2 separate regions of the Bombyx mori genome follow, and region 1 is linked to region 2. The links are chromatin contacts, called in public Hi-C maps. All regions are on one chromosome and are shown on one strand. The core of a region is the stretch at or near the end of the contact, and the rest is flanking DNA. Distances in the headings are between cores, read along the strand shown. Region 1 holds the start of LOC101743327. Region 2 overlaps LOC101743327.

Region 1 (4,033 bases), core at 587-3,086, 100 kb before region 2:
CCTAGACACGCCCTAACGGATCCATCAGATCCAATAAACCTTTGCATTAAACGCCTTAGGAGCAGGCTTAGTGACCCCGGTAGTCGTACTCGTCGAACTCGGCAAAGAGTTCATCGTGCAACCTGACCCATGAATCAGCTCGCTGAGTTTCTCGCCGGGTCTTCTCAACGGGTCGCGATTGCGACCCGGTAGTAAATTCATTCGCGAAGCAGCTGCTTTTGAGTTGTTAAGTCTCCTTCGGAGGCGTTCGGTCAGCAGTTAGCAAATCCCACCCTTCCTTCAAGCCACCAGTAATCCTTTAATCTTAAAAAAAAAACAATCGTGAACATTTGTTAAGTACGTATTTAATTGGAAAAATTTGCACCTGTCGTCGGGATTCGAACGCCGCGCCGTTGCATCGCAACATCCTTTGCACCGGATGTCTTATCCTTTAGGCCACGACGACTTCACATATAATGTAAAATGGAAACGTTTATCATAAATAGTCTCACAAAAAAGCCCGTAACGGCTTAAATCTATCTTTTATGTGTAAGCAATTATCCCCAAAATAGTGAACCATGAATATAAGAAGAGGAAAGATTAGATTTTTTGGTTGTCACATTCTTTTTATTGTGTTTGTTACTGTCTGGGCCAGATTTACTTGAAAATTTAAAAGAAAAAGTATAATGAATTAAAAAGAAAATTCAATAAGATCAATTACCGTTCCCGAAGCAAAGCTAGAGCGGCTCGCTATATTATTATTTTATAAGGACAGCATAGTTTCTTTCTTCTTCTTCTTTATAAAAACATATATAGTTAAACTACACTGAGACAGCTGACTTTGAAATATAGTCATATCGATGTCGTTTATGTCGTAAACATTAACAAATGTAGTTTTTTTTCTTTAAATCACGCTTTAAAGGAAAATTAGGGGATTAACCGCTGTATGTACATGTTTTAAAAATTGTTTTTCCGATGAGTGTGAATTAACGGTTGAAAGTTTCTGGGAATCGAACCCGGGACTCTTGGCCCGGCAATCAGGGTCACTAATAAAATTAATTGCTGCACCATAAAGTCAGTCAAAATATTTTCTTTTCGGATACGTTTTTTGAAGTTATACTTCTTTAGGCGCGTTATGAAAAATTGATGTGTGAAATTTTACGATGCGCGCGCACCGTGACACAAAATTAACAGAAATGAAGTTGCCCACTAAATCGCTCATTACAATACGACCGACGTAACTTGGCGAGTCTTCTGAACCGTACCGAGAATTACCGAATTTATACGATGTCAAGAAAAGATATGCGTGTTTGAGGATGTTGATTAATCGATTTTTTTCAAATTGATTAAAATTTAAATAAAAAAAGAAATAAATTTAATAAAAATAAAGTATAACTTCTTACGCACGTACATAAGTACACGCACCCTTTTTTTTATTTATACTTTGATAGCGTTTTTATAAGAACACTTCATGGACGGCCAGATCATTTTCTGTCACAGAGAACTTTTCATAATAACTTTCAATAGATTGGTACACGAATATTCGCCTTATACCAACCGGATAGAGTTTCAAATATGTATTACTTTTGGCACCTTTAGTATTTTATGTATATGTTACCACAGCAATTTCGTTATGTTTATCGCCCCGCCCAATTTGAATATCACAAGTGTATTCATCAAAAATAGTCGTGAAAACGAAAACACATGAAAAATTCGTGTGCGAATGTAGTTCCAAATTCAACGGTAACACCATACATTTTTTTTTTGTAACCATATTTGTGACCAGACTGTGTTTATGAAACGCAAATAATGATTATCGTTTCCGCATTGAAAACAAAACAAAAGCCTTATTTTTCATTCTTTATTTCCTGCACGTTCATCCCCTCCATTCGCGTGGAGAAAATGGCGGGCGCGCGCTTCAGTAGTCTACGGATGAGAGCGCGTGCGCACGCCGCCATTGGCGCGAAATAACATCGACGTAATATATAAATAAACGAAATATACACGAATTATTGTTTAAGTGCAGTGCTAGTACATTAAGTTGTTCAGTTGATTATTAAATGGTTTAATAGTAGTGACTTAGTTTTCGTTGTCTTCAATGTTCCAGCTGTCAAAATAAGAGGATTAATTTGAGGTGAGAGATGTTTTGTTTTTGCATAAATTTTCCTTAATCTTTCGCGTATTTTTTTTACGTTTTATTAAATTTAAACTTATATACACTAATCTTAAGATTAAACTTAACAGAACTTAAACAGAACTTAAGCCGGAATGTCGATAAAATTGTTTTGCAAACTAATTGAATTGGATAAATCGAAGTTTAATACAATACTGACCTGACTATATCTATAGATGACAGCAAATGTTCTTTTACTTATGGTAGACAACACTGTCCACCACTGACCAGTTCCATAAGGCACCAGAAATCAGCAGTCAGCTTTAAAACTTTAAAAGCATTATCTTAATTACAATATCGTAGTTACTTACCAACCATTGTTTACATACTACGTATATTCTAAAACATCAGACGATCGTCCTACTACAAGCTTTCGGGAAGAATTTTCACGACATTAAGTATTACACAACCTTTCTTTTTTCTTTATCTCTTCAACATTTTCTTTAGGTGAAATAATATCTTTCCAGATTATATTCTGATTGGTCTTATTATTATAATTTTAAGCTTGAGAGCAATGTTGGAACAATGGAATCGTAGGCGTGGATGGCAATTATGGATATCAATTTGCTAAAAAAGTATGTTTGATGGACGATGAGAACATAGTAGCGGCTTGTGAGATGTGTATTATCGTTGCTGCCGCTGACTACTCTTCGATTCCTGTTCAGGCAGGAGCCAGTCACCGTCCACGCCCTAGACACGTCCTTACGGATCCCTCAGATCTATTAACCTTAGCACTAGATGCCTTTAGCTCTGATATTAGGAGCCGGCTTAGAGTGCCAAGTAACCGTACCGTAAAAGTTCCACATGCAATGTAACCCATACATCAGCCCACTGAATTTCTCGTCGGATATTCTCAGCGGGACGCGATTCCGATCCGGTACTAGATTCATCCGCGAAGCAGCTGCTCTTGAGTTGTTAGGTCTCCTTTGGAGGCGCTCAAGCGCTGTTAGCAAATCCCATCCCTCCTGGGTGAGCATTTGCTCGCCGACCTGTTCTAGCGAAACTGGAAAGGCCTTTGGGAAACAGTAATCCTACCTTTTTAAAGAAAATTAGTGTATTATGTCATTACTAAAGTAATTTTTTCCTGTTCCATTCTATACTTGTAAATGGTCTATAATGCATAATATTGTCGTCTCGGCTTTTGGCTAAGCGCCATTGCAGCTTTCGTCGTAAATCAAATTCCTACGCCTCGTATCGCCTTCTGATCAATTTTGATGTCGGCATCCAAGACAAATTAGCTTTTCCTCGTGTAGCTTAAAGTTAATCGCATAGTCTTTTCGTGCGATGCGTCTAATAATTTGATAATATGTACTTGATAATTTAATTTTAAACAATCTCACTATCCTATCTATCCCAGGGTTTCAACGAAAAAATACATTACTATGTTTCTTTAAACAATCACGATAATAGGACATCCTCAGTCGACTCCAAATAACGCGGGATAAGGGTAAAAATATTACAAATTTAACATTGCGAGTTTTCGACAATACAAAAACGAATTACGCATACGTTATACCATTAGTACCGTCTTTCCTATTTTAAGCGCAAAGCAATAGTGAAACATTTCCTTTCAGAACACGCTGTCCACGGGCTACAGTGACAGCTTAAGAGCAGAAGCGCCGCAAACTCGTTCGAGTGTATGAATCGATTGAAAACCGCGTAACTGTCTCGCGATTAACACCTGCATGTGCACTATGCAATTTTGTAGTCTGTTATGTGATCAGTAACAATGCTCATTCAATCCGTTCAATTTTGAAGTGGTCGTGGCCTAAAGGATAAGACGTCCGGTGCATTCGTGTTGAGCGATGCACCGGTGTTCGAATCTCAGGCGGGTACCAATTTTTCTAATGAAATACGTACTAAAAAAATGTTCACGATTGA
Region 2 (3,850 bases), core at 1,349-3,848:
AAAGAATCGGGACGTTAAGCTGGCAATGGGTAGGGCACATTGCGTACCGAAAGACGTATCGTGAATAGGCCTTCCCAAGGGTGAATCGATGAGTTATTGAGGTTCGCAGGAATCCGCTGGATGCAAGCAGCTCAGGACTGGTCGTTGTGGCGAAACTTGGGGGAGGTCAGCTGTGAACATCAGTGAGATGAAACGTAGATAGAATAAATTTTCGGTGGTGTGACGTGTTGTCATCCCTACTGAGTTACAACCGTGTCCTCGGCAACAAATACGCGAACCGGTTTGCATACTGGTACCAAACATGGGCACCGCAGTCGAATTATACGAGTATTTAACAAAAAGCGACTCCGACCGAACTTAGAGTGGAGTGTGATCAGTGAACAAAACGTGAAGGAAAGTTTTGAGAGTTAAATTTATTGCAAACGTAAACTAAGCGATTTTAAATGCACATTCAGAGCACGTACAGACGAAAAGATGCCACGCCGCGAACGTCATCGTTCGAAACAATAGAAACTTCGAACAATGAACATTCTGACGTCACAATTGACCAGAAGTTAAGATCTTTGATATTACAATAATATTCTGAAACTGGCGGGTATTTATTTTCTTTTAAGAAGTAAGGATTACTGTTGGCTCGAAGGCCTTTCCAGTTTCAATAGGACAGATGGGCGAGCAAAATTAAAGACGGTACCTATCCATGCGACCATAAAAGTAAAGTGTAACTTTAAAAACAAAATATGTGATTATCCTTCCGACTTACAAATCGCTACGTCGACGAAAGGCCGACGCTTACAAGGCACTTACAACTAGGAAACATATTATCCTAAAATTTAGTTTATCATTGAAAGATTACTGGTGACCCGGAGGCCTTTCCAGTTTCACCAAAAAAAAAGCAGAAGACAACACGACGCCGGTGGGCGCCATCCCTTGGCTTAATCAAGCCTTCGTATTATGTATATATCATGCCGATGTTTTTGTGGCCGTACACGCTGCCAGCAGTTCTCTCCTCCTCCATTTCATCCTGCACCCACATCAACCCTGCCCTGTGCGGCAAGGAGCTTCTGCCCGGGTAGTGGGGTTCACCCCGAGGCCCGTTCCGTGCCCCCGTAAGGGGGTACGACGACCCCGATTGATTGATCAGGACAGGTAGGCGAGCGAAGGCTCAACCAGGGGGGAAGGGATTGGCTAACTGCTGCCCGAGAGCCTCCGAAGGAGAACTAACAGCTCAAAGACAGCTGCTTCGTGAATGCATCTATCCCGGTATTTCCTAAGCGCTACGTGTCATTCTTTAAACAAGTTAACGCGGTCCTTCAGTGACCGCTTACCAACAAATGGAGCGTGCGTCCGTCTGCCTTCTAATTAAAAAATAATACTAACTTCTCGCCCCAGCATAAAGATATTCTGTTGACAGCACCTAACTAAAGTTACTAGTCGTAACTAAGCTTACTCATTTTATAAGAAAACAATATCTTGTCGATGATGACAATATGACTGACATTGTATAAATTGCTGAGTGTCGCGTAATTATTTACATAAAACATGCCATTTTCAATTTGACTTTAGCAAGCGTGCCGCTCTCAAATTATTTCATCAATCCCATAATTCCATATATGTAGTTATATATATTATTATAATATAGTTATAGTTTGTCGGGCTTATTGTTTTGTAAGTGTATCGGTTCATATCAGATGCGGGAAACCGCAGAACTATGTTTCTAAAATGTCTAACAAAGCCCGAAAAGCAGTAATTTTTGAGTTACCTATATGTGTGATTCATTTTATATAGTATTATGTGTAGTATTTTAAAAATATTATTAAGATTTATTGTGTACGTTGATGTACATAATAATATGTGCGTATTATAATGCGTATTAGTTGGTTGCAATACAATTGCTTTTTTTTTTTTTTTTTGTGTAAACTCATATTTCTAAATTTCTCTTTTTTTTCTTATCTACTACTATCTACTTATATGTGATTTTGATGGTGGAAATATGTTGGATTATTTTTTTAACTATTTTTTTAAAATATTATATTTTTATTTTGTATTGTTGGTTTCCCAAGTAAATAAATAAATAAATAAATGGTGGTAGAAACAAACATGGACATTTCTCGACAGATACAAAACACCAATAGTGTTCAATTAAACTTCAAATTAAATTATCTAAGTGAAGACCCTGTCTAAATCACACAAGTGATTTAAAAGAACGAACCGTAAACACAGATGGACGAAATTATTTTAAATTTTTAACGAAAATGGAGTAAATTATTGAACTTTACTAAAAAGAATCGAATTATCACCTTGTAATGTCTGTGAAAATAGCTGTGCCCTATGAGCTGATTTTAGTAACTATTCTGCTTCCGCTAAAAATTAATTCCGTCTAATTAATATTTATCAGCTAAGACTTGGGCCGAGAATTTTATGCGACACTATAATTTACAGTATCACCATCAAAATTCGTGAAGTGGTCAACCCTGGACGCATTCATAGAACTATTAACATGTGTATGAATAACAAATTAAAATCAATGTCTGTAGACGTAGTATCAAGTATGTAGACGTGCATCGCCTACGCGTTTCTGAACCATTCACGAGATTGTGACGAAGCATCGTACAGTTGTTGGTATTCCAAGAAAGGCTTAAGTCATAGTGTTACGTGGGACGTGTTATAAGTGGCACACATGTAGTTTCCATAAATGTGTGTATTTAATACATTTAGTAATAGTAATTGTGAAACTTATTTCATTAGATCGTATTTCATTAGAAACATTGGTACCTGTTTGCGGGATTCGAACACCGGCCCACTTGTATCGCTTGATACGAATGCACCAGATGTCTTATCCTTGAAGACCACGAAATATTCATAATTATGTATTCAAAAATATTTTATTAATTAAATATTTTCAACAATTTATCTTTTTTTTCCTACCTATACTGATAGCCTTGAGAGGATATTTCAGTTTCGCCTTGACGTATACGTCAGCTCACGGGGCTCAAACCGGGAGTGTTGCTAACACTTTAGCGGTAGGCAGCGGCTTGGCTCTGCCCCTGGCATTGCTGAAGTCCATGGGCGACGGTAACCACTCACCATCAGGTGGGCCATTTGCTCGTCTGCTTACAAAGGCAATAATAAAAAAAAACACTGGCCCTAGAAAGAGCAGTGCTTTGCAGAATCTAACACCGGATCAGAAACGCGACCCACTGAGAAAATTCGACGAGAAACTCAGTGTGCTGTGTCTGTGGGTTAATTTACTCGTCGAGCCCTCCGTCGCAAGCGATGGGTTCGGCGAGGACGATGACCGGTGCTTGAGGAACCTAAAAGCACCGTTAGTGGATCGGGTGTATCCGTTATGACGTGTTTAGGGTGACGTTGGCTGTTTACCATTCGGTCTACAGGATCGAGTATGTAATTTCTGGCAGCCACGATAAGAGGATTTTACGTGTCGTGCCGCCTTCTCAAAGTGGCGCAATGATGCCGACTGTATATACTTACTGACTGAGTCAAACTCCAAGACATGATGGAGATCCACATTCCTTAGGAACCATGATGCTCCAACAGCTATCCTGCAAAAACAGGATTAAATGACTTGAAGGAGTTTTCTGTTAGGGCGGGCCGCGTGAGCGAACACTACGCTTGCATGGGTCATGACAAGTTTTGTAGAGTGTCACCTTATTACGAAGGAACAATTTACTTCGCTTGCAAATCATAGGATAACAATTTATCGGTGTCACATCGTTCTTCATAAATTTTATTCTTTATTTAATTACTAGCGACCCACCCTCGCTTCGCTTCGGAAACTGTAATGTATCATTGATTTCTCCACTATTTAATGGATGTTATTATAAATATAAAC

Evidence for each region. Hi-C and Micro-C count contacts between places; a contact is called where the count stands out from the background.
Region 1: a contact with region 2 is called in a Hi-C map of whole pupa, with 2.2 times the contacts expected there. The contact joins the promoter of LOC101743327 here to the enhancer-like site in region 2. A contact is called at or near these places in 2 of 7 Hi-C or Micro-C datasets (both in whole pupa).

What each region holds. Positions count from the first base shown.
Region 1 is chr11:8,360,799-8,364,831 of ASM3026992v2, reverse strand. It overlaps LOC101743327, which reads left to right and starts at 1,836. Exons shown (of 7, transcript XM_004931546.5): 1 at 1,836-2,113.
Region 2 is chr11:8,257,154-8,261,003 of ASM3026992v2, reverse strand. The region is part of intron 2 of LOC101743327; the gene reads left to right. Among protein-coding and RNA genes, the nearest start is that of TOP2, 49 kb to the right of the region's middle. Within about 2 kb of position 2,598, at least 3 of the 8 cell types and tissues checked have open chromatin away from gene starts, as enhancers often do.